Regions from separate parts of the Mus musculus genome. Here regions 2, 3, 4 and 5 are each linked to region 1. The links are chromatin contacts, called in public HiChIP or PLAC-seq, capture Hi-C and promoter capture Hi-C maps. All regions are on one chromosome and are shown on one strand. Each heading gives the region's core, a stretch centred on a gene start, on an enhancer-like site or on the middle of the called end of the contact. The rest is flanking DNA. Distances are from core to core; before and after follow the strand shown.

What was found. HiChIP or PLAC-seq counts read pairs in DNA pulled down with a chosen protein or histone mark. Capture Hi-C pulls out chosen DNA fragments and counts their contacts.
Region 2: an HNF4G HiChIP or PLAC-seq map of pancreatic cancer cells shows a contact between it and region 1. The contact joins two enhancer-like sites. A contact is called at or near these places in 10 of 39 promoter capture datasets (the C10 cell line, cranial neural crest, embryonic stem cells and 5 more), 1 of 15 datasets of contacts at CTCF or cohesin (the NIH/3T3 cell line), 4 of 484 Hi-C or Micro-C datasets (the G1E-ER4 cell line, cerebral cortex, double positive thymocytes and 1 more), 7 of 115 datasets of contacts at active chromatin or transcription factors (craniofacial prominence, embryonic hindbrain, embryonic stem cells and 4 more) and 2 of 9 other capture datasets (adipose tissue and embryonic stem cells).
Region 3: a contact with region 1 is called in a RAD21 HiChIP or PLAC-seq map of pro-B cells, with 6 times the contacts expected there. The contact joins two enhancer-like sites. A contact is called at or near these places in 12 of 39 promoter capture datasets (the 3T3-L1 cell line, the C10 cell line, the HPC-7 cell line and 7 more), 3 of 15 datasets of contacts at CTCF or cohesin (the NIH/3T3 cell line, large pre-B cells and pro-B cells), 6 of 484 Hi-C or Micro-C datasets (the AML12 cell line, cerebral cortex, cortical neurons and 1 more), 7 of 115 datasets of contacts at active chromatin or transcription factors (craniofacial prominence, embryonic hindbrain, fibro-adipogenic progenitors and 4 more) and 4 of 9 other capture datasets (adipose tissue, embryonic stem cells, liver and 1 more).
Region 4: a contact with region 1 is called in a promoter capture Hi-C map of adipose tissue. The contact joins two enhancer-like sites. A contact is called at or near these places in 12 of 39 promoter capture datasets (the 3T3-L1 cell line, the C10 cell line, the HPC-7 cell line and 8 more), 7 of 484 Hi-C or Micro-C datasets (Sertoli cells, embryonic stem cells, liver and 3 more), 6 of 115 datasets of contacts at active chromatin or transcription factors (craniofacial prominence, double positive thymocytes, epiblast stem cells and 3 more) and 3 of 9 other capture datasets (adipose tissue, liver and pancreatic islet).
Region 5: a capture Hi-C map of embryonic stem cells shows a contact between it and region 1, with 2.0 times the contacts expected there. The contact joins two enhancer-like sites. A contact is called at or near these places in 9 of 39 promoter capture datasets (the 3T3-L1 cell line, the C10 cell line, Sertoli cells and 4 more), 3 of 484 Hi-C or Micro-C datasets (the Patski cell line, cerebral cortex and neural progenitor cells), 5 of 115 datasets of contacts at active chromatin or transcription factors (cardiomyocytes, embryonic fibroblasts, fibro-adipogenic progenitors and 2 more) and 4 of 9 other capture datasets (adipose tissue, embryonic stem cells, liver and 1 more).

Annotation. Positions count from the first base shown.
Region 1 is chr3:37,726,571-37,732,460 of GRCm38.p6, reverse strand. The region is part of intron 1 of Gm36620 (a long non-coding RNA gene); the gene reads right to left. Among named protein-coding and RNA genes, the nearest start is that of Gm5148, 5.2 kb to the right of the region's middle. Within about 2 kb of position 3,185, at least 96 of the 459 cell types and tissues checked have an H3K27ac peak or open chromatin away from gene starts, as enhancers often do. A contact at or near this core is called in the G1E-ER4 cell line, adipose tissue, heart atrium and 9 more, where this site is marked.
Region 2 is chr3:37,972,486-37,978,375 of GRCm38.p6, reverse strand. All of the region lies in intron 2 of Gm20755 (predicted gene, 20755), which reads right to left. Among named protein-coding and RNA genes, the nearest start is that of Gm22899, 20 kb to the left of the region's middle. Within about 2 kb of position 2,800, at least 70 of the 459 cell types and tissues checked have an H3K27ac peak or open chromatin away from gene starts, as enhancers often do. A contact at or near this core is called in the G1E-ER4 cell line, adipose tissue, nephron progenitors and 2 more, where this site is marked.
Region 3 is chr3:37,949,711-37,955,600 of GRCm38.p6, reverse strand. All of the region lies in intron 2 of Gm20755 (predicted gene, 20755), which reads right to left. Among named protein-coding and RNA genes, the nearest start is that of Gm22899, 43 kb to the left of the region's middle. Within about 2 kb of position 2,505, at least 3 of the 459 cell types and tissues checked have an H3K27ac peak or open chromatin away from gene starts, as enhancers often do. A contact at or near this core is called in pro-B cells, where this site is marked.
Region 4 is chr3:37,904,716-37,910,605 of GRCm38.p6, reverse strand. The region is part of intron 1 of Gm20755 (predicted gene, 20755); the gene reads right to left. Among named protein-coding and RNA genes, the nearest start is that of Gm20755, 8.8 kb to the right of the region's middle. Within about 2 kb of position 2,860, at least 110 of the 459 cell types and tissues checked have an H3K27ac peak or open chromatin away from gene starts, as enhancers often do. A contact at or near this core is called in adipose tissue, kidney, liver and 3 more, where this site is marked.
Region 5 is chr3:37,872,462-37,878,351 of GRCm38.p6, reverse strand. No RefSeq gene overlaps it. Among named protein-coding and RNA genes, the nearest start is that of Gm20755, 23 kb to the left of the region's middle. Within about 2 kb of position 3,246, at least 143 of the 459 cell types and tissues checked have an H3K27ac peak or open chromatin away from gene starts, as enhancers often do. A contact at or near this core is called in adipose tissue, heart atrium, liver and 2 more, where this site is marked.

The sequences.
Region 1 (5,890 bases), core at 1,936-4,435:
CTAGGTTTAATCTCAGCCCCCACACCGCAGCTAACAGTCGTCTATACCTATGGTTCCAGGGGACCAGTTGCCCTCTTCTGACATCCAGAACACTGCACTTGGTGCACATACATACACGCAAGCAAACACCCACACGCATAAGATAAAAATAAATACGATTTTCTTTTCCATTAGAATCACCTGTACTGATTTTGCACAACTACCTCAGTTGAAGATCCAAAAGTTGATTCATACCCCACAGTGGAAGTGTGACCTGACCAGGGCTCCACAGTCACCCCTGCAGGGAGGGAGGCTCCTGCAGTGGGAGTAATCATCTCCAAGTGCCTTCGCTGTGAGAGGGTATAGCCAAGCACAGGTACACTGGGGATGAACAGGGCCAGGAGCACACTAAACACACCTCTGGCATTACTGCTGCTCTCTGGGTTGTTCCAATCAAGGTTTAGCCAATCTTTGAGGTGGCTGCTTTCTGCAGCTTGGAGAAGACAGGGAACACATTGCTGATGTCACTCTCCATGATGCACATATAAGCCCTGTAGGTCCTTATTCGAAACAGGGAGGAAGAGTCAGTTGCTACAGTATGGTTGTCTTCAAAATATTTTCCATGATACCCAAACATAAAACAGAGAAAAGCTGAAGGCATGACCCCAGAAGTTCCTCTACCATCCAAACTCTCCGACCTCAGGGTAGCCTGAAACACACTCCACAATGTGTTTGAGAGCACAGTTATTTTAAAAGCCAACTGACTCCTCAGTCCTTTTAATACAGCAGTGAATTTTAAAATATGATATTGAAAACTGTATAAATATAAAAATACTTTTCCCTCAGAACTTTGATTTCCCTGAACCTTCACGTGTTATTCCCACCAAACACTTGGGGGACTTTTGGAGGGAGTGGGGGACCCACAAAAGAACCAAATGTTGCTCTCTTGGCAGGACTTTTACAGCTCCTGATGTGTGAAGAATAACTGAGTCTCCTGGGGTGTGGAGGGGGAGGGGCAGTTAACTCACAGCATAAGGCACTTTCTCAAGATTGAAACCTCAGAGCTTCTGGCCTCATGGAGGCTGAAGACTTATCATGGCTTCTTTGGGGACCAAGGAAGCAGATGAAACCGTCAGTGCTGTTTCCAGAAAGATCTAACCACAGTTAGCCAGACTCCCAGCTGTGGCCACTAACAAGAATCCACGGAAGTGATGTGTGTGCTGCTCCATCTTGACACCCTCATCTCAGTCTCTTTTCATGACAGAGTCACTCACTGAACCTGGATCAGCTAGGCTGGCTGGCCAGGAGATCCTAGATCCACCGGCCTCCACCTCCTCAGGGCTGGGATTATGTAAGTGTGTTGCTTTCTGCACCCACTTTTTTGTGGGTGCTGGGAATGCAAACTCAGGTCCTCTTGTCTACGAGGTAAGCACTTTATCACCTGAGCCATCTACCTGGCTCACTGCAGAAACTCCAAAAGCACCATCCCCAAGATTTGCTACAGACTTAGCTAGTCAGGCACCTGGGATTTTTTTTTTTTTAAAGAAATTAGTCACGAGTTTTGTTTTGTTTCTTTTTAAATGATAACTGAAGGCTAGAGCAATATTTTGGACTCTTCCTGGGTTCATAAGACATTTTTAAGAACAAATAACCAATTCTCTTATATAAATCGGTTTTTGTTACTTTTGTTGTTGGTTTGTTGTTGTTGTTGTTTGAGACAGGGTTTCTCTATGTAGTAACCTCGGCTGTCTTGGAACTCACTTTATAGCCCAGGCTGGCCTTGAACGCACCTGCCTCAATCTCCAGTGTGCTGGGATTAAAGGTGTATCACAATTGCTCAGTTAATGTAAATTGTTTTGTTTTGTTTTTTTAAACCAACTTAGTAAAGAAGAGCAAAGCTATATAAGCCATTAATTGCTTAATAAAGGCCACACAACCAAGAAATATTTTTTAAAGCTTTAATGAGGTATTTTGGCATTGTACAGTTAATTATTTAGATGATTTCAAAAAGTACTGACCTTCCAATAAAAATATTTAAATAATATTTTATACCCACTTGGTTTTGTGATTCTTAAACAGATAGAAATTCCTCTATGCGGGGAAGTCCCCTCAATCCCCACCAGCAAGCCCAACTGCTACAGAAAACTGTTAAAATGAAAAATCACTCAAATTGGGTTTCCAGGTTGGAGGAAAGACACCACCAGAGAGCCAGTCTGAGATTAGCAAATGAAAAAAAGTGTGTTGTAGAAAGAAGGCCAGGAACACAGTGTGGGGTGGTGCTGTGTCCATTCTCCCTTCAGTGCTATCAGGGTGGCCTCGGGATACCTGAGGTAGGGTATCAGACTTAAAAGGCCACTGCCCTGTGTTCACAGGGCTGAAGATCGCAGTGGCCTAAAACTGTCCCTGCTCCATGTCAAGAGTGTCTCATCCACAGCCAGAGAAAACACAATTCATTAAAACACTGTGGCGCATGCCTTTAATCCTAGCACTTGGGAGGCAGAGGCAGGCGGATTTCTGAGTTCGAGCCCAGCCTGGTCTACAGGGTGAGTTTCAGGACAGCCGGGGCTATACAGAGAAACCCTGTCTCAAAAAACATACATACATACATACATACATACATACATACATACATACATACATACATACACTGTCCCTGAGTGTATCTGCCTGATAGAAAGTCCACTGTTCTCCAAGCCCTCCTCTGAGGTGAGGCCCGCCATTACCCAGCCCTTCATTTGCCAAGGGTTCACCCACAATCGCCAGGATGTTCTGAGACACAGGGAAGCGGCAGGGTGGAGAGGATGCTCTAAGAAGGGGCTAAGTGGATATCAGTAATATAAAATCCAGTCTCATTTTGGGCTGGACTCCCATGGCTGCATGGGATGACAGAGGAAGGCTGGGGACAGCCAGAGACAGAGAAGGCCAGTCAGCTGCAGGATCCAAGGAAGCAACCCTAGGCACCAGCAAGAGCCTCAACCACCTTCCTTCCCTCCACAAGGAGCGACAGCAATTAGGAAATATTACTTGGGCTTGCAGGCTTCTGTCCTGGCCCAGTGAACCCACAGAGACGTCCCCACAAATTACTGGAAACTGCACTTTGAACTCAGGCTTTGGCAAGGAGCCCAGGCAAACAGAAATGTAGAAGTTCCCTTCCTCTGAGGCCCCCTGCACCAGGGTGTCCCACAGACAGGCCAGAGCCCATGGCAACAGGTTGGAATGAGGCCACACCAGTCAGGAAAACAAGCCTGAACCGGCGTCATTTCCTACTGCCTCTGCTATTTCTGTACAAGTGTTTTTTTTGTTTTGTTTTGTTGTGTTTTGTGTTTTGTTTTGTTTTGTTTTGTTTTGTTTTGTTTTGTTTGCTTCTTCTCCCTCATTTCGTTGTACTGGATGACACTCGCAGGTCCCATCAAGGGAAACACTGCCACCATTTTCAGAAAACACTTGTTTGCTCCCGAACACAACTCTAACAGCTACACCAGTAAGTAGTGTCCAGGGTTGGGTGCACCAGTAGCAAGGACAGAAATGGGCCTGGCAAAGGCTTAGCAACTGCCAAGAACCCCGAAGACAAGCTTGTAAACTCTGCCACTGACAGGGTTACAGAGGTTTTTCTGCCCACCAGACTTCTCCACATGCTGTTAAAACAAATCAGCAATAACCAGCCCAGAATGAGCCACCTCAGCAACACAGGTCTCAAACCTGTTCCTGCTTCTTCTTCTTCAGAAGAAGCAATCAGATGCTGCTGTTATGTGTCACCCTAAGAACAGAACCATTTGGACAAACAAAACAACCAAGGCAGGACAAACCTAAGAGGCCAAAGCCAGACAGATAAAGCTAAGGGTTACACAGCTGGAGCAGCAGGGCCCCTTCCAGCTTCAGGGCTTCGAGGCAACTTCCCCAGGGATGCCAAGACCTGTGTCAGGAGAGGAAACAGACTGTTCAAAGTAGGGTTCTGCCAGACCGAGCATTCCTTCAAGACTGACTGGAAAGCCAGCAAGACCTCACTCACCTTAACCCTTCTCTCACATGCCACTCTACCCTATGTCTGTACTGCTTCATGCACAACATGTGGCCAGAGGAGTGACCACTTACCATATCGCTGTAAAGAAAAATATCCAGAGGGTATCTTTTTAAGCTCCACGTTTCCTCTAGAGACACAGTGTTTCCTAGAACTGCTCACTCCATCCCTCAGCCCACAGCTTCCTCTTTTCCCCACTCGTTGACCTGCGACTCACCCAGTTCTATAATAATTAACAGTTGATGAACAGCACACAATTCATACAGGTCTGTGTTTAACAAAGTGGAAGATGGTCCTGCCTGTGTGTCCATGAGGGTGAAGCCTGAGGGTCAGTCTTGAGTGTCACTTGTCAGGAGCCCTCCTGTTGTTGAGCCATGGTCTATCATTGGGCTGGGGTCACCATCTTAGCAAGGCTGGCCTGCAGTGAGCCACATGGCTATCCCCTGCCTCTCTCTCCTTAGCATTGAGACTACAAGTGCCCCACTGTACCTGCCTTTCTTTCTTTTTGGGGGGGGGGGGTGGGGTTGAGACAGGGTTTCTCTGTGTAGCCCTGGCTGTCCTGGAACTCACTTTGTAGACCAGGCTAGCCTAGAACTCAGAAATCTGCCTGCCTCTGCCTCCCAAGAGCTATGTACCTGCCTTTCTTGACATAGGTTGTAGGTCCTGGGGCTCGAATTCAGGCCCTCACGTTTATTCAGCAAGCACATTGCTCACTGAGCTTTCTCCATGGCCCTACACAATCTGCCAGTCTGTCTCGTTTTAGGGAATCCCTGGCTGGTTCTATGGTCCTCTCCAAAGGTTCCCACAGTTCAGCTTGTCTTGCAAGAGGCACCTAGCACGAGAAGATCTGGGGGTGGGGCAGGAACTGAAGCCCCCTGGACCTGCTGTTGTTGTAGGGTAAGGTCGGGGCTGCACCCCTGCCTAGGGGCCATTCCCACCTGACTCCTAAGAGCCTTGCTTAGCACTTAGTGCCTGTGTAGCACTGGTGTGCTGGCAGACTATTTTGGTTTATATTGCTCAACTTCAAACGTTGGTTTAAACACTCAAACTTTATTTAAATATTATACAATGTGCAGGCCATCATCTTCAGATTTGTGTTATTCTGATTTTTTTCGCTGGGACACTGAGCTCCTGCTTCCAACCACCACATAGGCAGGAACTAAAGGCAAGGGAGGGGAAGGCAAAGGAGAAGCACCTTTTCAAGAACAAAACTTTGCCCCGACTCTCAGGACCCTTAGGCCCAGTGATATTGCACAAAAAGAGGCAGCCCTATACCCTTCCTCTGACACAATTAAGAGAGCCCTAAGTAGCAACTTATAAAACCCCAAAATACATGTTAAGACATCCTACAGACATTAGAATGTTCTTAATATGTAAATAGGTTCAGTATGCATTGGAAATGTCCACCCTCAACAGCTCTGAGCACCAGCCGCAGGACAGCCCACTGGACACAGTCAGCAAGTCTGACTCCTAATCCAGGATCTTCCTTGCTAATGTCAACTAATGACATCACCATCTACCTTTGGCACTGTTCCCGATTTCTCAATTCAGCTAGCAAACCTTGTCAGACTCTTCCCTTCCAGCCATGGTCCCTGCAGTCCAAGTCTTCATTCCCTCCATCCAGCCCCCAGTGCTTCACTCATTGCTACCAAATAAATGAATCCAGTCCAGAGTTCTAAGGACCATGCCTAACACAGAGACCCTCACTACCTGTCAATCTCTAGCCATGTTCTCTTTAAAGAAAACTCTTCCAGATTCCCAGTACACTGCCCAGAACAGAGACTGTATCGTGCTGAGTCCTGGCCAATGGTGTAACTCACAAGGGACTGCTGGGAAGACTGGCCCAGCTGGGCTGCACATCCCTCTTGCTGTTCCTTCTTCTGACTTTGCTGA
Region 2 (5,890 bases), core at 1,551-4,050, 250 kb before region 1:
GATGGGAAGGATTCTAAGTACATTTTTAAATAGACATTTATATTTCAGAGCTTTTTTTAAATAATAAAAAACAATAGCAATTTTCTTAGTGTTTCTTATAAATGCAGGTGTGTTATAACTATTATCCCTGTTAAAACTGTAACGATTTGACCACTTTCACCTATAAAAATGCCAATTTCTACAATGCTATGGTAGATACAAGATTAGAAAATATGCATGCCATGGTGTGTGTGTGTGTGTGTGTGTGTGTGTGTGTGCAAACTCTCCATCTTTGCTCCTGTCCAACCCCACACTTAGAAGTAACAAATAAGTATACAAGGATGAGTCTGTCATTTTCTGATTTAGTCATTTGCCTAGCTCAAAAAGAAACAATAACATAAGAAGGGGGGGGTTAGAAAGAAAACCTGAAGTAGTACCAGCACCTCCTAAAATACAGACACACAGAAAGAGCACTGGGGGGTACTAAGGTCCAAAGGAAGCGCCAGAGGCCGTCGGAGACTTGGAAAGGATGGGGACACATTCCAAATGGTGCCTGCACACTGTGTGATCCAAAAGCACTCCTTTGCTTGTCTCTGGCCCAGGCCAGTCTGTTCTCTGAGGCCACCATTTCCCCACCAGACCCAGGAGATTAAAACATACTTGAGACCAAGACCCAGAAAGTCTGCGAGATCAGCACCTGCATTTACTTCCCTTGGCTGCAGGGGGCCGGTTCCTAGGACATGGTGAACCATGGGATTAGTAAGTCAAATGACTATTCAACCTGAATAGAGTGAATGTATATCTGAGCCAAATCAAATATTACATTGTATTTGGGCATAAGGAATTTTCAAAATACTACTAGAACACTTGAGAAAACCAGGTTTGTTCTTACACTCCCGTTTAAAATTATCACAAGACAACTCTCACAGCAAGTCAATCCCATCGTGTAGAAAACCAGCTTTTATGATATGTGTCAGAACAATCCTTTCATTTTCCCAAAGGAATGTGTGGGAATACAAAAAGAACAATGTTTTAAAAATACAAAACTTTGTTCTGTCTTTAAATTCTTTCATAGATTTTTGTGGAGGGCTTGGCACTTATTTTTTCTTTTAACGTAAGATAATATTATCCCCGTCCAAAAAAAATCATTTAATGGGACTCTAAACAAATTCTAAACAAATATTAATTGTAAATGTGTTTGATCAGTAAGTACAAGCACCGCCACCATCACCCCCCCCCAAAAAAAAAAACAAAAAAAAAACAAAACAAAAAACATTTTTTTAAACTGATGAGGTATCTCTTCCAGGAACTATGAACAGGATAGGAGAGTTTATGTTAGCTTAGAATTTTCTTTTCTCATCTTTACTGTTACAACCATACACTGCTGAGCTGGCTATTTTTAATTAGAGGGAAACCAAACAAAAGCCTCCGCGGTGGCGTTCAGATACCTAAAACATTAAACAAAAGCCCGTTGACACAGAAAAAGAGCCAGACAACTGCTAGTGATTTTCCTACAATTTCCGTGTTTTTATCGTGTTTCCCCAGGGGTTGTTCTGCTTTTCCCACTCCGGACCAGGGGAGGCTCCAACAGCAGCTGCAGATCCTTGGCAGCCCAGCCCCTTCTGGAACCCGCTCCTCTGTGTGACCGGAAGCCCTCCCACGGTGGTCCAAGTGCCTCCATCGATTGCTATCGCAGGAGCTGGAAGAGAAGCAATGTTCCACGAGACAAGTACTGATCCCATTTAACTGTCTCCTTACTTCTGTCCAACTGGACCTCTCTCTTAAGAACTGGCAGAGCGCACTAGCCTTTCCCAGGAGCCTATTCAGATCCATAGTGAAGGAAAGCAGTGTCCTGTGTACAGCCAGAAGACGACCACATAGTGAGCACCAAGCTAACTTGATTTAGCAGATAGTCACAATCTCAGATTTATAATTATTGATTTTTATGGTCAGCTTCTTGCCTTCAGGATAACACCCTTTTTCCTTCTAGTATTCCTGAATTGTTCCCTCCTCCTCCTCTTCCTCCTCCTCCTCCACCTCCTCCTTCTCCTCCTCCTCCTCCTCCTCCTTCTTCTCTCTTCTCTCTTCTCTCTTCTCTCTTCTCTCTTCTCTCTTCTCTCTTCTTCTCCTTCCCCTTCTTTTTGTTTGATTGTTTTCCTTTCCTATTGATGGTACATTAACTGCTGCCTGTGTCTGGATTAGATTGTATAATACCAGGAAGGGGGATGGGACTGGGAGGGCAAAAATTCCCCACCTGGATGTGGACTAGATACCCATCTACAGTTTTCACTCTTCTGCTGATAGGACAAAACTCTTATTTTTTAAGACACTGAACCTTATAGGGGAAAGGAACGAAGCAAATAAAAAACTGTGAGGATCAAGCTGGGGAGAGCTAGTAAAGAGTCTGCCACCCAGGCCTGAGGACCTAAGCCTGAGCCCCAGAACCCACATACATACATACATACATACATACATACATACATACATACATACACACACACACACACACATACACACATACCTGGCCTGGTGGTAAGCACGTGCAATCCTAACAGCAGCCCAAAGACTGAGACAGGAGAACCCCTGGGTTCACTGGCCAGCCAGTCTAGCCAGCTAGACAAGTCCCAGTGAGAGACCCTGTCCCCAGACTAGGTGAACTGTTGCTCAGACAAGATAGCAGAGGTTGACTTCTGGCCACCATGTTCACACACACACACCTCTGAATGTGAGCCTGGCCCCACCCGCCCTTGCACTTCACCAGCAACACAGAATGAATAGAGGCCTAAGCTAAAGCCCTGGGCTGAGTGGCACAAGTTTTTCCGACAACTTTTATGGCCCCTGTTTGCAAGTCTGTGGGTTATAGTCATGTTAATGACAAACACTCACTGCTCCAGAGAAACTGCGAGTTAATGAAAGCCCTCACAGCCCGGGGCTGAGGCTTTGAAGTCTAAACATGTAATATCAGCTTGCGAAGCATTAGACAAGGAAATGAGCTGGATAAGGGCTCCAGCCCTAATAGCTCTAAATTGATTATTTCCTTCCTCAAATAAACTCGCGGGGCAGCCCTGCGAGCTTACTTCCGGAGACTCAATGTGCCCAGAATCTTATCACAAGGAAATGAGAAGCAAGAAGCCAGACAACTATGATAAGGCACACGCATGAGATGCAAACACAGTTATGAGGGTCGGTATGGGATCTCTGGAGTCTAGCAGCAGTTAATTATTCATTAATTACATCCTAAGATGGTGGGGGGGGTGGGGACAATGCCTTCTAAGTTATTGCATTAAACAGTCAAGCACAAAAGCCCGGGGGAATGGATAATCACAGGCGGCAGACTCAAACCTGTGCATGTTATAAAGTGTGAAACTGTGGTTTACAAGTCATCTGCCTCAGGAAGCAAAGGCCCACTTCTGACGGGGGCAATAATTTCGATCTTATGCATGCACATCGTCTGTTTAAAACCAGGACCAAAACTCATGTCCTCCATTGATCGAATTTAACATTGAGACCCGATTCCCATCAAACACCTGCATTGTGGTCACATCTGGAAGAAGCAGAGAATAATGTCGAGATATGAGCAAAGGCAACTTCTTCGTGGCTGAGAACTCAACAGCAAGAATCAGTGACATGATTATAACAAACTTTAACACTTCTACCAAGTGCAGACAGTCTATAGAATGGGAGAAAAATCTTAGTCGTTAAATAAAACTTAAAAATAAATAGCGAAATAATAGAAATCTAATAATGAATGTAATAGTCATAAAGTGTGAAGAGATACTCCTTAAACTACAGATAAACAGCCAATAAATACCTGCAAACAAAATGGTCTTCAGTCATTAGGAAGATGGAGTTCCAAACCATGTGAGATCCCACCTCCCAGAGTCAGGACAGCTGTCCTCAGCAAGAATCAGCAGGGCCACAGTCCAATCCAGGTGTACCACTGAGGGACTCCCTGGAAGGGATTTGTGAGTATGCATGAGATCCACTTACTGGGGAGTTATTCACAGCAGCCAAAGTACAGAAGCACCCAACGTGACATTGGGACAGACAAAGAAACTATGGAATATATATTGGATATGTATGTAAATGTATGCATTCAAGCATAAAGAATAATAATCTTGTGTCATTTACAGGGACGTTGGTGGCTGGGAGGTCATTGTGTTATATAAAGTAAGTCACACAGAGATTCTAGGGTTATTTTTAAGACCTAGAAGGAGTCAAGAGGATTACTAAAGCAAGCAGGGAGAACCACGGCGAGAAACAAGGAGAGAGGGCAAGAGGAAGCTGAACAGCATCAGGACACAATAGGTGTACACACAGAGATGTCGCAGGGACAACGTTGCTATGTATTAACAAGTATATTAAATACAAAGGGCAGATTTTACCTCTAGCTATTTATTTATTTATCAGAATGAATTTCAGTACAACTAGAATAACTCTTTCCTCTCTGAGACAAATATTTTGCAATTATGCATATGTTTGAAAATTAAAACTTAAAAAGTCAATTAACAGCCAGTAAGGTAATGGAAACCTACAGTCCAACACTAAGGAGGCTGAGGCAGGAGGGTCTAAAGGTCAGATTTTGCCTTGTTCAGATAGCATAACCTTGGCAAAAAAAAAAAAAAACAGAAAAAAGAAAAAGAAGGGAGGGAGGGGGGAGGGAGGGAGGGAGGGAGGGAGGGAGGGAGGGAGGGAGGGAGGGAGGGAGAGAGAAGAGAAGAGAAGAGAAGAGAAGAGAAGAGAAGAGAAGAGAAGAGAAGAGAAGAGAAGAGAAGAGAAGAGAAGAGAAGAGAAGAGAAGAGAAGAGAAGAGAAGAGAAGAGAAGAGAAGAAGAAACCAATCATCAGGTAAATATAGTGTACTAGCTCTAGTATAAAGAAAATAACACCATGTATAATAAAACATTTTTTCATCCTGTCAGCAGAAATGTATCCCTTACAGTTCTAGAGAGTATGGAGTCTAAGACAATTGTGCCTATAAAGTCAGTGTCTCTTAGGGCTTACTTCTTGGTTTATTGGGTCATCTTCCTGCAGCATAGACACAGGATATAAAGGATACAAGATTTCTCTGGGATGTCTTCTATAAGCCACTCCCAAAAGATCTACATTGAAGAACCAATTTTCTCAAGTCCCACACCTGAAATCCTTTTAACATTCCTCTAACATCCCATTAATACTCAAATTCTAAGTCCTGCACTGGCCCTCTCTCTCCCTTTCTGAGACTCTGGTGTTCCAGTGATTAGAACCAAGTAAACAGCCGTGAGACTTGCCAAGTTTTAATATGACAGACAGCTAAGTAAACACACGAGGCATAGTAAATCATCTAGAGATGATGGTCACTCTACAGAGGGTTGTGTGTAGCTAACAGGCAAATTCTATCACATTTTACAGAAGAACTTGAACCCATATGGATTTTGGTGTCACAGCGGCCCTGGGCACAATCTCCTATGTGTTCCAAGAAAGAAAGTGTATGCATGTTTTTTAGCTTCTAATGTATGATGGACTTGTTATACAGCAAAAGAAAAAAAAATGGCTACACCGAAATGCAATGTATTATGAATGCATTAAAAAATCATGTATACCATATCTATGAAGAACAGCTGGGTTGAAGGGTGGTCAAGACAGTTTTTCCACCTGCTGTCACCTCAGAGGGACTCACAAGTGTAGGAATAATACATTTACACTCTTCCCTGTGAAGACTCCTCATGACAGGGTGTTGGGAGTTTCTGGACCAATGGCCTGTGGCACCCTCCTCTCACTATGAGAGCCAGGAGTGGCTTAAAATGTTCCAGATGCCCATAAGTTGTTTTGGAAAATGTTGGAATTTATTAAAGAAAAAAATTAAACACAGGTAAAAAAATTAAAGCAAAATTTAATCCCAGGTTTAGGAAAACCGTGTAAGACATAGGGTT
Region 3 (5,890 bases), core at 1,256-3,755, 220 kb before region 1:
CTCCATTCATTCACTTTACTTTGAAAATGATATGAAGCAAAATATAATTATCCTTACTTTCGTCTGAATCTGAAATGTACCCTGTAGGTTTTGATTTCTGATGCTTTGTGACCAGCTTGCTATTTTGAAAAGTCTCGGAGCATTCAGGAGGTGAAGGCTGACTGGAAGAAATTGTCTATCAAGGGCAAGATGTGAAAGATTATACTTGCTGCTGGGGCCAGCTCTAAATGTTTCCTATCCATGTCAGATGAACAGTCACAGCCACAAACTCCAAGGTCAGACAGCTTACAGCTACTACCACCATGCCTTCTCCACCATTATGAACCATGACCTCTGAAATCATAGTCCAAATAAATCTTTCCTCCTTTGAATTCTGTCAGACATTGTCACAGTGATGGGAAAAGCAATACAAAGAATTAGTACCAAGAGTGGGGTTATTGCTGTGGTAAAGCAAGCCAGAAAAGTCTTTAGTCTTTGGAAGTGGTTCATGGGAAGAATATGGAAGAGTCTAGAAAAGTCTGAAGATGCTGAAAGTTGAGTCTAATGGTCTGTTCTCAGGTCAATATGGAAGAGCAGATCCTGGCAGAAATGTAGACATAACACTGTGTTCATGAGGTTTCAGGTGGGAACAAAGACTCTGTAAGGAGTTAGACTAGAGGCTAACCATGCTACATTCTGACCAGCAATCTATGTTTTATCTGTGTCTTGAAATGCTGAAGGAACATTCAGAAATAATGGACTAAATCATTTCACAGGAGAAATTTCAAAACAGCAGGACAGTTAGCCAGTTCCAAAGTTATTGGTGACTGGATTTTGTCAGTTTTATGGTGACAGAGAAGAAAAACAGAGTGGAAAGAAATAGAATTGTAATTTGGTGGAGAAGGGAATATGAGCATACTAAACATGCTACAGACAGGGTGATGCCAATGAGGCAAAATGCTAAAATCATTAGAGATCAGGACATTAGGGAGAAATTGAGGATGTTGTACTGCAGAAGCAATAATGAAGAACACCCCACCCACAAGTGGTTCTAGGATGTAAAAAATTCAAACACTTAAGAAGACACTGTCTAAAAGAATAGGAACACACCATTCAAACAGAGCCCTAGGTTCCTAGGGAGACCCAGCTACATTTGAATTATCCCCCACATAGTGTTTTGCATACCTGCAGAATACAAAAATCATGAGGTTAGGGGACCTTGTGCCAAGATTTCAGCAGAAGCCTGTGAAGGTGAGAAGTATAAGGTCAATTCTCCATAGAGAGGTCCCATGAGACAATCCAGAAAGCTTTAAGGATGAAGTCTAAGTTGAAACTGAGACCACAAGATGTTGGATGCCAGCAACATGGAGCATTTTCTGAGGAAAGATGATAAAACCAAGTGGAAATGAGCCCAGAGAGAGGACACATGGGCCACAAATGGCAGGGATGTAGAGGTGGGGCTGTCCAATCTCACATCATGCCTCCAGATGTTCCAGATGCCAAACACAAAGATGTAGACCTTTGTAGCTATGGTCCTGCTGGGTTTCATCTTGCATTGACTCCATTTTCCTCTGGTGCCCCCATTCCTTACTTTACGGGTGAGGGTATTTACCCTGTTATTATATACTGGTAGTATGTAATGCGCAGCCCCTGATCAGATAGGGCTTACAGCAAAGAATTTGCCTTGAGTCTAAGAAGAGACTTTGAACTAAAACTGTTAAGATTCTAGGGACTTTTGAAGTTAGAATGTATTTTGCATTATGAGATAGTTCTGAGACTATTATGTTCAGGGCCAGGATGCTCTGGCTTGAATTTAAAATGTCTCCCACAGACTCATGTTTCAAACTCTTGTTTCTCGTGTGTTTAGAGACTTTAGGATCTTACTAATGGAAGTGGGTGTCTAGGGATGAGCCTTTGAGGTTATAGTCAGCCCTGATTCTGGCCTTGAGCTTTCTCCTTCCTATCTTTAGCATGAGACAGGAGCAGCCACTGTCTCCAAGGGCTGGCTGATTCTTTCCCCACTGTGATAGGTGAGAACCTCTGATACTATAGGCTTGAATAATGTTTCTCTCACATGAGTTGCTTCTGTCAGAAAATCTGTCAAAGCAGCAAGAAAACTAGCTAATACACCATCAGAAAGCAACTCAGTCATGGTGATTTAAAACCTGGCATATCGTGAGTCTATCTATGCTCAGTTAACTTGGGATTTATGTTCTATAAGTACTACTAACCATGTTTAGGTATCAAGGGCTACCTAAGAATATCTGTCCATTCCTCCTCATCCTCAGGAATAGGTATGGCTTTGCCTGCATTTGAGTATAGCCTGGGAAAGATGGGACAAGTGAATAGCCTAGAAAAGGTGCTTAATCCACTCAATGTCTGTCATGGCTTTGACCCAGACTGGTCTTAGCCTCCCCTGTTTGAGTTCAGAAAGGCAGTATTGTATGAGAAGGAAGGGCTGGTTGGAGGCAGAAGTCATTTTTGAGCCTCCGGATTCCCAGGGTAGACCTGAGGAGGGCACTGTGGGACCTGAGTGGAATTAGTGCCTGGCCTATAACACTGATTTTTAGATAAAATCTGTCAGTCTCCAGACCATGCTTTGTGGATCTCCATATGAGTTTTAACAGATTTTAAGAGCGGGCCTGAACAAGAAGAAATACAGCTGTCTCCTTCTGGCCTTCACTCTTTCCTGTCACCTGGTCATGACTTCCGGTCCCTGCATTCTTGGACCTCTAGATTGTTCCTTCACTTCTATTCTTGAATTCTAGTTATTTTCCTTCTTTTATCAATACAAACCTGTTTATATGGTATAACTATGTTCTTAAATGTTTTATATGGCCTGCCTGTGTTTTGTGTTGAGAGTGTCTGTTAGTCTACCCATCCTGTTGGAGACAAACCATACTTGATACCAGTATTAAGATTTTTTTAGGCTTGTCCTGAGTGGGACTATATCAGCTATCTACTGCTGTGCAGAAAACTAACTCAAAGTAGAATAGGTTCCAACTCCAGTAAGTCATCTCTACCAGCAATCTGTGCATTGGCTGGCTGGCTCCTTCAACTAGTTCATTTGAAAAGTCATGAACATTTGGAGGTTCCCAAGAGCTCTGGATCAGCAATGGCCTCTTGTAATCAGAATGGGGCCTCCTCTTTCCATGTGGCTCCTCTTGGCAACTGAGTCCCAGCCTTTGACACACATAGCTGTAGGGTTCCAGGAGAGCAAAGATGGGAGTCACATAGTAGCCTAGCCTGCATGCCTTGATTTGCACAATGTCTCTTTGGCTGTGTCTTATGGGTCAAAAAAAATCACAAAGTCAGTCTGACTTAATAGAGTTGAGAAATTGACTATTATTAGAAGGAGCTTCAGTGGCATAGCATAAAGAAGCAGGATGGCACAAAGGCAGTGCTTAAGACCAACAGTCTCAGTACATAAACTACAGGGTACCCAGTTACACGGAACTTTAAAAAGACAGCTGCATTTTCTAGCTCAGGTGTGTTCCAAATATTACACAGGACACACGCAGGCTAAACAAACAAACTAAAGCCTTCATTGTTTATCTGGCTACAAATTTACCTGTGTTGATTGTGCCTGGAAGTGCTAATTAACGGACATCGTAAATTTTGCTTACAGCCAACATTGGCTTTCAACCTCTATATAAAACAGCCACAGCTTGGTTCTTTAGGAAATCTCAATCAGTAAGTATTGCTCAATATAAGAGAAAATATATCGTGTTAGCCTCAGGAGCCCTTTCAAAATATTAGCAGACCATCAATAAAGCCTGTCAAGACAGAGTGGCTATTTCTATTGTAGTCAGCTCATCTGTTTTTGAATGTGGGATTCCTCAACTTATTGCTTCACTCAGATACATTCTCTGGCTCGACTCTCTTCCCATTCTACCAATCAGCCCATCAGACATGGCTTCCCACATGGCTGCTGGGGAGGGCTTTCCCAGAGGTTGCTCAGGTTATACCCAACCAGAGTCCTCTCTCACACACCAGGCTGTGAGGCACTAGCACAGATCTCACCCCAATGGAAAACAGCAGCACCATGACCCAAAAGAAGCAAGATATCAAACCCCGGTCAAAAGGAGCTTTATTTACAGGCAACTCAGCCACTTCAGGGAACACACCATTAATCTCACAGTATTTCTGAGAGAGCTTTGGACAGTATTATCTAATGTTGATTCCCATCTCTTATTTCTGCAGTCCTATCTTTCACTTTAATACTACATAATAGCTGTCTCCAGTTTCCATGGCTTCCTTCCTGTGCCTGGAGCCCTCAGAGCTTGTCAGAGAACCATGATTTGAATGTAAAATGCCCCCAATGACTTGTGTGTTTAAACATTTGGCCCCCAGCTGATGGCTATGGCGGAAGTTGTAGAACCTTTAGAGGTAGAGTCTTGCTAAATTAATTGGGTCACGGAGGGGGGGATTTTGAAAGTTATAACAAGGCACCATTTCCTGCCCGATTTCTATTTCATGGTGTGCAGAGATCAGAGTAAACAGCTTCACCCTCCTGCAGTCACAACCTGGAGACGCCATGCCTTCTCCGTCATGATGAAGAATATCCTGAAAATGTGAGCCAAGATAAGCTCTTCCTTTATTAAGTTGCCCCCGTGGGAAATTTGGTCATAGAGACAAAAGAGAGAGACAGAGAGAGAGAAAGGGAGACGGAGAGAAAGAAAGAAAGAATTCATCAGGCATATAGTTGCCTAGACTGGGAAATATAGTTGAACCAAAAGGGTGCCAATTGTACAATTAAGAATCATGTGCTACCCTTCTGGTCCACATCAGCACCAGGGTACCTTAGGCGTGGAGTCTGTGGACACCCGCAAGGTACCCACAGGACCCTCCACAAGATCTTAAGACCTCTGGTGAGTGGAACACAGCTTCTGTTCCAATCCAATCTCATGGGACCTGAGACTGCATTAATTAGGGGAGCAGAAAACCCGGCCTGATCAGGGTCACAAGTCCCTTCCAGTCCACGCCAGCACCGGGGTACCTTGGGCGGGGAGTCTGCGAACACCCACAAGGTACCCACAGGATCCTCCACGGGATCTTAAGACCTCTGGTGAGTGGATCACAGCTTTTGCCAGGAGGCAGGTTCAAACACCAGATATCTGGGCACCTTCCCTGCAAGAGGAGAGCTTGCCTGCAGAGAGTACTGTGAACACTGAAACTCAGGAGAGAGCTAGTCTCCCAGGTCTGCTGATAGAGGGTAACATAATGATCTGAGGAACAAGCTCTAACCAGAGACAACTACAACAACTAACTCCAGAGATTACTAGATGGCAAAAGGCAAACATAAAAAACTTACTAACAAAAACCAAGACCATTCACCATCATCAGAATGCAGCACTCCCACCCCACCCAGTCCTGGGCACCCCAACACACCCGAAAAGATAGTCCCTGGTTTAAAAGGATATCTCATGATGATGGTAGAGGACATCAAGAAGGACTCTCATAACTCACTTTAAAAAATACAGGAGAACATTGCTAAACAGGTAGAAGACCTTAAAGAGGAAGCACAAAAAATCCCTTAAAGAATTGCAGGAAAACACGACCAAACAGGTGATGGAATTGAATAATATCATCCAAGACCTAAAAAAGGGAAGTAGACACAATAAAGAAAACCGAAAGTAAGGCAACGCTGGAGATAGAAAACCTAGGAAAGAAATCTGGAACCATTGATGCGAGCATCAGCAACAGAATACAAGAGATGGAAGAGAGAATCTCAGGTGCAGAAGATTCCATAGAGAACATCGGCACAACAATCAAAGAAAATACAAAATGCAAAAAGATCCTAACTCAAAACATCCAGGAAATTCAGGACAAAATGAGAAGACTAAACCTACGGATAATAGGAGTAGAAGAGAATGAAGATTTTCAACTTAAAGGGCCAGCAAATATCTTC
Region 4 (5,890 bases), core at 1,611-4,110, 180 kb before region 1:
GCCTGGATGCTGCCATGCTCCTACCTGATGGTAATGGACTGAACCTCTGAACCTGTAAGCCAGCCCCAATTAAATGTTGTTTTTTTATAAGACTTGCTTTGGTCATGGTGTCTGTTCACAGTAGTAAAACCCAACTAAGACAACACCCGTTACAGTTACGTTGGACAGTGTCTTAAAAACTACTGTCACAGTATCAGAACACAGACCATCCCAGGAAGCACTACCATTCAGAGTGTGCACACAGTGATCTATGTAGGTTATTTTGTAATGCGAACTATCTTTTTATCCTTAGTAAGGCAGATAGATGATTAAGACAGCCATTCTCCCACAGATCAGTCATCTCGAGTCTTCTCTAACCGGAGGGGATTTCTTCCATGCCCCAAGTGGAAGGAAACATTTTTTATTGGCTTCCTCCTGTTTTCCTTTGTTAGAAAAAAAGATTTACGCAAATAAAATATATCTGAGGGCCAATGAATAATTAATTATGTAAGCGATTAGCATGGCAAACACTTGTTCCAATTTAATGGAAAATTCTCAGTTTTAAACAGTCTGTTCAGTGGTTCCCAGGAGGCAGGCCTGTTGTTTCACAACACACACTAGTTCTCTGTGATCCTAGGGGAAAATGCCTCTAGACTCCCAGGCGATGGCTAAAATTGGGTCTGTTAGTGACACTGAACCCTCACACATACTCCATCCTTCCTCTACATCCCTCTGATTGCATTTAATTTATAAGTTAGTCATAATATGATATTAGTGACATCAGCTGTCCTCGTTAGCTTTAACTGTTGACTTGACAGAGCTTAGAGTCACTGATAGAAGAAACCTCAACTGAGGCACTGCCTAGATCAGATTGGCCTATAGACATGACTGTAGGTGACTGCCTTGATTTTTCATTGAAAAAGGAAGGCCCTGCTCACTGTGGGCGGTACCATTCCCCAGGCAGGAGGGCTTGTGATACGTAAGAGACCTAGCTGAGCATAAGCCTGTTAGTACAAAATGAGGCCAGCTAGCACACAGCATTCCTTCATGGTTCCTACCTCTGCTTCTGCTTCAATTTCTGCTTTAACTTTTCTCAAGATGGACTATGACTTAGTAGGTGAAACAAACCCTTTTCTGCATTGCTTTCAATGCAGACATTTTATTATGGCAACCAAAACAGTTGCAACAATAAGATCAAGCAGTTGTAAGGATGTGCTATCTTAAAGTTACCCACAATGCCCCTAATGACACTCAGACACAAGTTCTGAGAAAACATGGTTCTGGATATGATCTCCAGAATAACTGAGAAGTGGATGATGTGTGGGAGGGGTGAACCTGGTAGATGTGCTAGATGAAGGGATAATTTATATCCTATCACAAACCTCATCATACTACTTTGAATGGCATGTAACCCACAAATGATGGATTTCCCCCTGCCACATTTTCAGACCATAGCCAACTACCATCAAAACTTCAGGAAGTGGAGCCAAGGTAAGGGAAGACTATTATAGATCCCAAGTTTGCATTCTGAACGAATGCTTTTGTAAATCTCCCATTTCCTAGAGTACAGACACCTTCCGTAGTATGTCCTTGAAAGTAAAAGTAGCCTTTCAGTGACTCAGTTGTATACGTATATTTGTTCTCATGGGCTTTAAACAGAGATTCAAGGTCACTTCTAAAGTTCATGGTCAGAGGGAAGGTTGCCCTTCAGTTGTATTTTCACCTCTTAGATCTTTATACTGAGCAAGGCTTGTGTTTTCAGATGGTATTTTTCATGGGATCTTGTTAAAGAAAGCTGCATGGCTGCAGAAAGTGACACAGAAACTCCCTGAGCCTCCCTTGACCTTGCCACACAGCCTCTGCCCACACCGTCAGCAGCCAGCAAGCCACGGTGTACACCTTCCGTCCCAAGATGAAGAAGCCAGAGGCCAGGAGGGAGGCTTTCCCACCCATCCATGGTCCTCAGTGGAGACTGAATGTCTGGCTTCAGGAACTGCATGCTTCACTTCCCCAGGGGCATTCCATGCCTGGCTCCAAAGGAACTGGGTATTTCAGAGCACTGTCTGATTAGAAACAGTCAACCATGAAGACCCTGAGAACTTCAGGGAGACAAGGACGGCCCTGTGAGTCCTGATAACGTGAGGATGACCCCAAATGTCACATTAGTGCGTAGCAGAACGATACTCGGTAGCTTCTGGAAACACAGAAAGCACTCAGTAATAAGGGTACCTGGCTGGTAACTAAAGCCCTGAACCATTACATTAACCATGCAAGATCAATGAAAACTTTCTCTCTTTATGTTTTTGTGTGCGTAGAAAAGTATATGTCTGCCTCATGGTCTTTCCCCCAGATTCTATTTCTTACAAAAAGATGAAAATACTCTTGTCTCTTCCTGCATTATCTTTCCAACTACTTTATAGAGTAAGACACCACAATGAACTAAATACCCATCTCAGGGAATAACTGAAAATACACAGGCCAAGGTTCATGCGTCAACCTACTTTATTTTATTTTGTTTGTTTTATCTTTATTTGTCTTCATAAATCAATGGCCTCCCTTCAACCCTTCCCCACAGGAGCAGGAAGGACAAGCTGTGTGTTGGCTGCTGTGTAGATGAACACATGAAACCAGAGAGAGTACAAGGAGGGAGATGAACTGCGTGAGCTCCGAGTTCCTATCTGATCAAACCCTTAACCTCTGTTTCCTTCCTTGCCCTGAATATTTATTTTAACTCCGAGGCTCAGTCTTCGACCTTCGATGCCAGAAATATTCTCACACATTCCGAGAAGGTGCTTTCATCCAGTTCCAAATAATGTCAGGGTAAGGGTCAAACCTGGGTCCTGGCTTGTCCCGGGCAAAGTCCACCCAACGTTTGGCATGTCTGCACGCTGTGCAGGCAGCTGACAAGGGACTGTTGACAGTCCAGTTTTTACTTCCCGCCCTCTCCTCCTCCTCTGAGTTTACATTGCAGAACAGACAATAAACTGCTTCTAGACTCTTCCCAGCCCCCCTCGCTCAAAAGCTGAACTGAAGACAGAAAGCACCCTCCACACCCTGCTCCTCCAGCTTGACCCTACCTGTGTTTGGCCTTCGCCCCTGGACCAAATCAGCATTCCAGGGCCATGAGAGAATGGCATGTTCACCACCCAACAGGAAACGGAGCAGGCCAGGCGTTGACATCACCTGGCAGATGTGCTTTTCAAGTGTGAGGCTTTATTCAAACCTTTTCATGGAAATCATTGACACAGAAAAGAAATAAAGAAGAAAAACAAGAGGGAGAGACAAAGTTGGTGCCGAGATGGGCATGTTTTGCACCCCATAAAAAAAAAGGAATTAAAATGAGTCAAGCTCACCTCCCTTCCTCTCCACCCCCACCCCTCCTCACTCATCCTTTAAGTCTGGAAGTCAATGTTTCTGAAACACTATAGCTACTGGCAGGGCAGCCACACATAAAACTGTCAGTCTGCAAGGAAAGTAGACGGTTGAGTTGAGGGGAAAGGGGCTAAATCAATTTGAGCATGCATGTTAAGGACTGTGAAAGGGCAGCATGGAGAACGGCAGGGCCAGAGAACATTTGTCTCTGTCTCCTTGTGTTTCCACCACACAGAGCAGAATCCACCCACTACGGCTCCAGCCAGGCTCTGAGCTGATTGATGGCAGCTGGAGGTGTCTGCTTGCTTCCTCAGCACCCTAATCAGAGGCCCCCTGGGCCCACACTCGTGTACCTATGCTTCTGGGCAGGAAGCATCTACTCAGCCTGCTCTCTGCCAGGACTTAGGAAACACAAGTTCCAGCAAGGCTGGGACAGCTCTGCTCGCCACGGGACCCAATCAGGTAGACTATTCTTCTTAAGCAATGAGCGCATATTAAACCTCATACGGAGAAGAAAAAAATATGAAGTTCTACAAAACGTTTTCATTTTTTATTTTTTAAATATTTTTTATTATTACGTATTTTCCTCAATTACATTTAGAATGCTATCCCAAAAGTCCCCCATACCCTCCCCCCTACTTCCCTACCCACCCATTCCCATTTTTTGGCCCTGGCATTCCCTTGTACTGGGGCTTCCAAATAACTCACTCTCTGGAGGGAAAATAAAGATGACCTGGGTCTTAAGGTTTTCTCAGGCATTGGATTCATTTTGCACCAAAATGCCAGGGTGTGAGCACAGAGCCCAGGGCTGAAGCTGTCAGCCTGACTCCCATCCCCGATTGGGTGTGTTGGGGAGACTCTTTCAGATGCACTTGACACTAGGAATTGCTCCATGCCACGAGCAACAAGCAGGTTTTGTGGACTGTTCTGCCATGTTCACTACGTGGTCAGATTCATTTGAATTTATTGGAATACAATAATCCTAGAATAAAGAATAATGTGTACTCCCTACTGTGATGCAAATATGGTGGGTACACACATGAGGGAGGAAGTCACCCACACATGGCAGGAGCCAGGAGGACAGAGAAGGCTCAGAACTGGACTGGAATCACTCTCCTCTCGTTTTCTTACATAACTACAGTAAAGGCTTCTGGCTGCTCTGATTTCCCAAGCTTCCAAAGTCAGAATAATATTAGTAAGAAATTCTACAGGTAAGATGAACCGCTCAGTGTTCTACTCATGGAAGGGAACCTGTGTAACTTATTTCACATTAGAGATACAATCTAATGTGATTTCATACATGCTGTGGTGTGTGTGTTTATTCACATGTGTGCCTGTACATAAGAGGCCAGAGGTCAACCTTAGATGCTCCTCAGGTGCCATCTCCCACATTTTGTAAGACATTGTCTCTCACCATGTATGCCATGTTGGCTGTGTAGTCAGCCCCAAGGAGTTTGTCTCTGACTTCTGACACTGAGATCATAAATGTGTGCTGCCATGCCCAACCATGTTTGTTAGAGACTAAGCTTTCTCCCCAGTCCTAACAATTTTTCTCATTGTGATAAATATACATCAGATAAAATTTAGCATCTGAAAAACATGTCTACACTTACAATTCACAAAGGCATTGCAGCCATTCACTTTGTGCTACCATAACTCCATTCATCCATAGAACTCTCTCCATCTTGAGAAGAGAAGGTCTGCATCAGCAGGAGCGTCTAAGTGTTCCTGCTGGGAATTAACCCTGTGAGTGCCACTTCCCCACCTCTCAGTTTATTTCCTCACCACCAAATGTGGGCTTGCTCAATTAAGTACATTTATCTCATGTTGTTACATAATCCCATGTTATAATTAGTTACCAGCCCATTCCTTTGCTTGGCATCAAAGAGTTAAAAGAAAGAAAATAATAAAATATACCTAATCAACCATTTTGCTCTTTTTATTACCAAAAGTAAAGGGGAAAGGTTTGTCCATTTTCAGGAAGGAACAGAGTAATGTTGTGAAGATCTTACAACCAAAGAGAGGTAGAGGGTTTTATTTTGCACTGAAGTTAGAGATAACCCAGTACCCATGAGATAATGAAAACTTTACTTAAACCATCTTTTCCTTTATTTACAATAAAAATACGGAAGAAATATAGGTTTATCTTTGTCCCTGTTCAGAGCCCAGGTTGTTATTTGTGGTGGTTCCCACACAGGATCCTGTGGCCTTCTATGACACTGTGCTAATGGGAAAATGTCACTGGGCAGATGATGGGAAAATGTCTCAGAGGATACACCTACTGCATGAAAACCTGCAGTGTCACAGTTGGAAAGTACATGCTATAAGGACTGAGGTTCAATGAATCTACAGACTTTCCCCACCCCTACCCAGAGATGGCGTGGATTTCATTGAACTGCTATGATGTTACAAAGATGAGCAATCAGTAAGGATGCCCCGTCAACCCCCGCCTCCAGATAACCAAACCCTGCCTCCAGATAACCAGGGCATTGACGGCATAGATAAATTGTTTCTATCTAGTAACAAGGAGATTGATTGA
Region 5 (5,890 bases), core at 1,997-4,496, 150 kb before region 1:
TGTAACGGTTTCGCTTTCCATCCTTTGGTAAGTGAACATAGCTGGCACTCACTCTCCATACTAAAAGCAACTGCACATCAGAGGTGAGGGTAGCAACTCAAGCACAGAACCGAAGGTCTCAGTGTCCCTAGGCTGTCCACATGCTTGCTCTCTAATTAACAACTTCCAGGCTGTTACAAAACTGTGCTCATCCCTCTTCTCAAGTCAAACGGACATGGCTGGGAGGTCTCTGGGATGAACATCTGAGATGTGAGCAGGGACTCCTTCCGAGGACCCTGTGAACTTGAAAGTCACCACCCTCTTGCCCTTGGAGGATACAAATGAGAAGACCCTTGTCACAAGCATGCATCATCTCTGTCTCTACAGTGCCTGTGCTCTCCACAGACAGTATCTTTTAGGAACTGAAGGCCCTGATGGGTAAGGGCATAGCCCCTGCTACTAGCTGAAGAGGCTCTGTTGTTTCCGTTTGTTGTCTGTCTTGCTAGATGTTAAAGTCCCACATCCCCAAATACAAACCACGGATATTGGAACAGGGAAAGAGAAGCGGGCACAGAGATCTGATGGACAGCAAGCTCTGCAGACATGCACAGCCTCTGACCTAGAAACTCTACTCGTGAAAATGGGGGTTATGACAAGAGCCAGTGTACAATTCAGTGAAACTTCACAATGTAGTAACTTATTGGAGAGGAAAATTGTCCTCAAGCACCCAACACAACTAAAGATGAGCAAATATTGTAATATATAAGATGGACCGATTTACTGTGCCACCAAAAGCAGTATGGCAGATATATTGTTTACCTTGAAAATGTTCATCTCACATTGATAGGTGTGGTGTCTGAAACTGGCCCTTGGGAGGCTGAGGCAGGAGGAATTATATGAGTTTGAGGATGGTTTAAGCTACACAGTGAGTTTCAGACCAGCTTGAGAGGCAGAACAAGACCCTGTCCTAAATAAGAGCAGCAACAATAGAAGGGGGGATAAGACAGGAGGAGGAGGAAGAAGGGAGAGAGGGAGCAAGCGTGCGAGAGGGAGGGCAGACATGTAAATCTACATGTATATGAAAATATAGCGGTTTCCTGTGATTCTGCAGGCCTGAAGATCCCTGAGCACTGACTGCTCTTACTGAGGACCTGGGTTCATTTGCTAGAACCCTCAGATGTACACATGGTGAACACACAGACATGGAAGTAAAAAATCATACACACAAAAGTTTTATGTGTGATCCAGCATGCAGTTACAAACATATATACATAAAAGTATATACTGATTCCCTCTAACAAGTCAGACTGTAAAATTGCTTTCTTATGCAATTAGCCTCATCTTACTTACATCATTAAACTCTTTCTTTTATTTATTTATTTATTTATTATATATCTAAGCACAATGTAGCTGTCTTCAAACACACCAGAAGAGGGTGTCAGATCTTGTTACAGATGGTTGTGAGCCACCATGTGGTGCTGGGAATTGAATTCAGGACCTTGGAAGAGGAGTCGGTGCCCTTAATCGCTGAGCCATCTCTCCAGCCCCCATTAAACTCTTTCAAATTTTAAATTTTGAGCTAATAAAAGACAAAGTGGAAGGAGTTTTCTTCTTGTTCTTTCTACTGTAGTTTAAAACACAGAGAATTAAAACAGTTGCTATTCAAATCAAAGCAGTAAGTAACAACACTGAATCCACGTAAACGAAGCTGCGTCTGATGTACCGGAAGTAGAGAACATGTACCACGCCACAGAGAGCATCACAGGGCCCCCGAGAATTAGAATCACATATCTGACTTTCTGGCCACACTCCTGGGAGATCTTGTGCAATCACAGCAATCGTTCCCATATCCATCAGTTCAGGTCAGAAGAGAAACTGGGTTCACTTTCAACTCTAATGTCCTATCAGCACATTCTTACTGTGGGGTTCACCTTCGACACCCTCAACCACAGAAGAGCCCACACCAGGATGTCTGCTGCTCTTCCTCCAAGGGCCCAGTCTGCACAGACTATTGGAGGGGCCTCTGTGCCTCCTCCTGCCGCCTTGAGAGCGTGTTTACACACTGATCGTCAACAGACACAGTGTCTCCAAAACAAGAAGGACAATGACACAGGCGTCACTTGTCTCTGTATATTCACATAAATAACCAGTGTGTGTCTGACAAGAAGAAAACATGAAGCTGATTCCACTGGCATGCAGAGCTGTTCCTGAAGACCAGCCCCCTTGTCTCCCACAACAGCCACTGATGATCTAATTATGTCTTCCCCTGTGTGTTGGGATGTCTTTAAAGTACTTCCCGACAAGTAAGCAACTAACAAGAAAGCCATGTTCCTTCCCATTTAGGTCAGATTTCCCAGTCTCACCAATGGCCCCTGTAGCCAGGGAGAGGGCTTTTCTCACATATGTTCCATGCTGCCTGTTTTCCTGCCCTAGACAGGCAGATGGAGCAAGGCACGACAGTCCCTTATGGGGCTGACAGATGGGCAGAGAGGGTCGCTCCACTCATGTGTTCTCACACACTGTGGACATCCTGTTTATCTGGCTAGCCTGCTCAGGACTGGCCTTGGTATATCAGCACATTACTGACAGCTGGGAAGATCTCCAGAGGAGCATGCCTTTCCTGTGACAAGCATCCCAAACAGCAACAGGAGCATGTGTCTCTCCACCACGGCCACAGAAAGTAGAGCACACTGGATTTGTGGGCTCTGAGGACAATCACCCACAGGTCCTGCCACACTCTGGGCTGTGCCATCCAGCACACTCTTGCACCTGTATGTCTGGGCACTTTGGGAAGGTCAGGGTGGCAGGCTCCCACCTCCACAGCCTCAGAGGTTACAGCCCTTCCTTCTAGGCCCTGTGTCAGAGCAAAGGAATGTCTCTCAGCCTGATCGAGGCCCTGTGGGATCTGTTGAAAATGCAGGACAGCTGTGGGCCTTGGCGAGGCCGTCTGTGAATGTATGAGACTTGGACACAATTCAAAGCCAGAAATAACTGCAGGACTCAAGCCTGACTCTTGTTTCTCTCTCTCTCTCTCTCTTTCTCTCTCTCTCCCTCTCTCTCTCTCTCTCTCTCTCTCTCTCTCTCTCTCTCTCTTCCTCCTTCCCTCCTTTACTCCCTCTTTCTCTCCCCACCCTCATCAGTGTGTGTGTGTGTGTGTGTGTGTGTGTGCGTGCATGCGTGCGCATGTGTGAATATAAGAGAGAGAGAGAGATCACTCATTCCTTACACTCTGGAGCTGGATCGCAGTCTCATCTCCAACGGTTTCCTGTGCTCTTCATGGCAAAGAATTGTGGGTAACACATTCTCCTTCCATGTGAAAAGCAGCAGCAGGGTTGGGGTGAGCAATAAACCACTTTCCATGATGCTGAAGAACAGGAAATTGAGGAAGAGCCTTTTCCAGGATCCAGCTGGAAGCTGGGAAGCCGCCTAAGGCACACTCTTGTTTGGAAGTCCTCTTCAGGAGCATAGCCAGGTGCTCAGAGGGCTTGGGGAAGCTCTTGTCTTCTCCAGTCAGCTTCCTGTTAAACGGTCCAACTATGACTCTAAGGGTTTGAGCCCTCGACTCTGAGGTCCTTCACCATTTACCTTACAGCAAGAATAATCAGGGAAGGAGCCGACAGTTGGGACATCACTCCAAGACTGCTCCTACAAAGCCAGGTGACTGACACACTACAGAGCTGACTCCAGCCTCAGAAACTGGACTCTAGACATTTTGGCTTCAATAGTACCTGGAGATTCAAATATGCCGTGACAAGACTTGTAAGTGAGGAAATAGCATAGGACACTTGTCACTGTTGCCTGTGTTGAAATTGCTGCCTTTGGGCACAATCAAGTTTTGCTAGCTAACCCCAAGTACAGAGTTGGCTTTGTGTCAGTGTTGACAAGATACTGTGTGTATGAGTGTGTGTGTGTGTGTGTGTGTGTGTGTGTGTGTGTGTGTGTGTAAGAGAGAGAGAGAGAGAGAGAGAGAGAGAGAACCAGGCCCTCATACATCTTAGACAAATTCTCTACCACCCACCTACACACTTGCCCCAATATACTGGCTAAATATTCTGTACTTTAGCCATGATAACTTTCCTAGATGGGGCCTTAAAACTAAAGAATTGTTGGTGCAATTAATATCGTGTTGCTGATATATTAAAATGAATTAAACACACACACACACATATATGACAGGAGAAACCATTCGAAAGGAGAAAGAATTTCCTACAGAGAATTGTACAGATGACATGGGGCCCCTCATGAGCTAAAGGAGATGCCTGGGAGTATAGAAGCACAGAAAGAATTGCTGTGTCTCCACAACCCACAGAACTGGAAGCAGCGTCCCTGACGAGGCTCTCTGGGAGGCCACAGGTGCTCTGCTCATGAGCATTTCCCTCACATGATGACCAGTATTATACTGTGATCCTAGAGGAACATGAGTGGGAGAACGCATTAACTCACTGCATCCCACCAAGTCAAACATGCTTGACAGCGGACTTCTGTCCCACTGTGGGATATTAGGCATCCACCCACAGACATCAGTAGGGACAAAGTGGTTCTCATCCAATACAAATCCTTCTCCCCTTCCCCAGCACCACAGACAGCAGACACTTGCTTTCCTACCTCTTTGCAGCTCAAGTGACCTGCCTTCCTGTGATTCAGGGAGGTCACAGATGCAAAGGAAGAAATGCAACCTGCTTACTGTCATCCTAAGAAGCGGACCTCATCCTCTCAATGACCTTGACTGCCATCTCTAGCCCAGATTCTGTGCTTTAGATCATTTTTCTTAAAGTGCATTCCAAAACTGTATCAGATTTGGGATCCATAAACCTATAACATTATTGGCCTCCAGGTAAGAGAATTCTTCACACAAAATTCACACAAACAGAAATCCTCCTTGACTCTCCTCTCCTCGGCCACCACTCTGTCGTGGGATTGCTCAAGGAATCCTAGATAATTTTCCCCTTGGCATCATTTAGCAATGAGTCAACCTTGGGACCACCTTTTCCCAGACTCATTGCTTCATAAGAAAAGGTCACAGTACAGACTCCCTTTTCTCTGTCACCCGGCAAAGTTTGCCTGCAAAATACTGCGCCTTAAAAGCTTTAAGCAGGATGTAAAAGGTAGAGATGAACCCATGAATGATTGGCACTGAGAAAAAGCCAAAAGTGGCAGGAGGAATTACTAAGACTAATGACAGGAAGACTGTCCCCTCCTGACAACTCAATAAGACTAAGGGGTGAAGGGTCACATGTCTGGCTAAAATGGTTGTTCTTTTCTCTAGAGGCTAATGTCTAGTTGTGCAAAGATTCATTTAATACACTTACTTTTATTTTTAACTACATAATTATTTATTGATGCCTTTCTCCTGCAAAAGTGTACAGGTTTTATGTGTTGGTCTTTATTCCCTATTTGAACTCTACCATTTAGAACATAGCTTTTAGAGCCAAGTATCAAAAATTACTTCTTCAGACAATGGATGGATGGATGGAACAATCGATCGATTGATGGACAGACAGACAGATGGGCATCACCCTTAGAAGCCCCCACTCTACTCTTGGTCCCAACTAAAATAAGTAAAGAAAGCTGTTTTATTCCCTCCCCCATGGAGGCTACAGAATGCATTGTTCAAGTAGCTTTTTGTTTGTAATTATAAACAAAACTGATATTAGCAATGAAAAGAACAATTTTTGAAGTTCCAATGCATTTTCTATAGCAATCAGATTAATACAGCATATAAAAAAACCAGGGAGAAATGAAAAAGAGGCAAATTCAGAATCCCTCTGAAATTCTCCCTTTCAGATGTTTTTAATCAAGTTATTGCCATAAGTTCCCTTTCTCCAGGCCAGGTCTGCACTAAGCCTGATTACTGAAATCATACACCATGGCAAAGTAAGGCCATACAGACGTGTGCTAGTCAGGGCTCTCC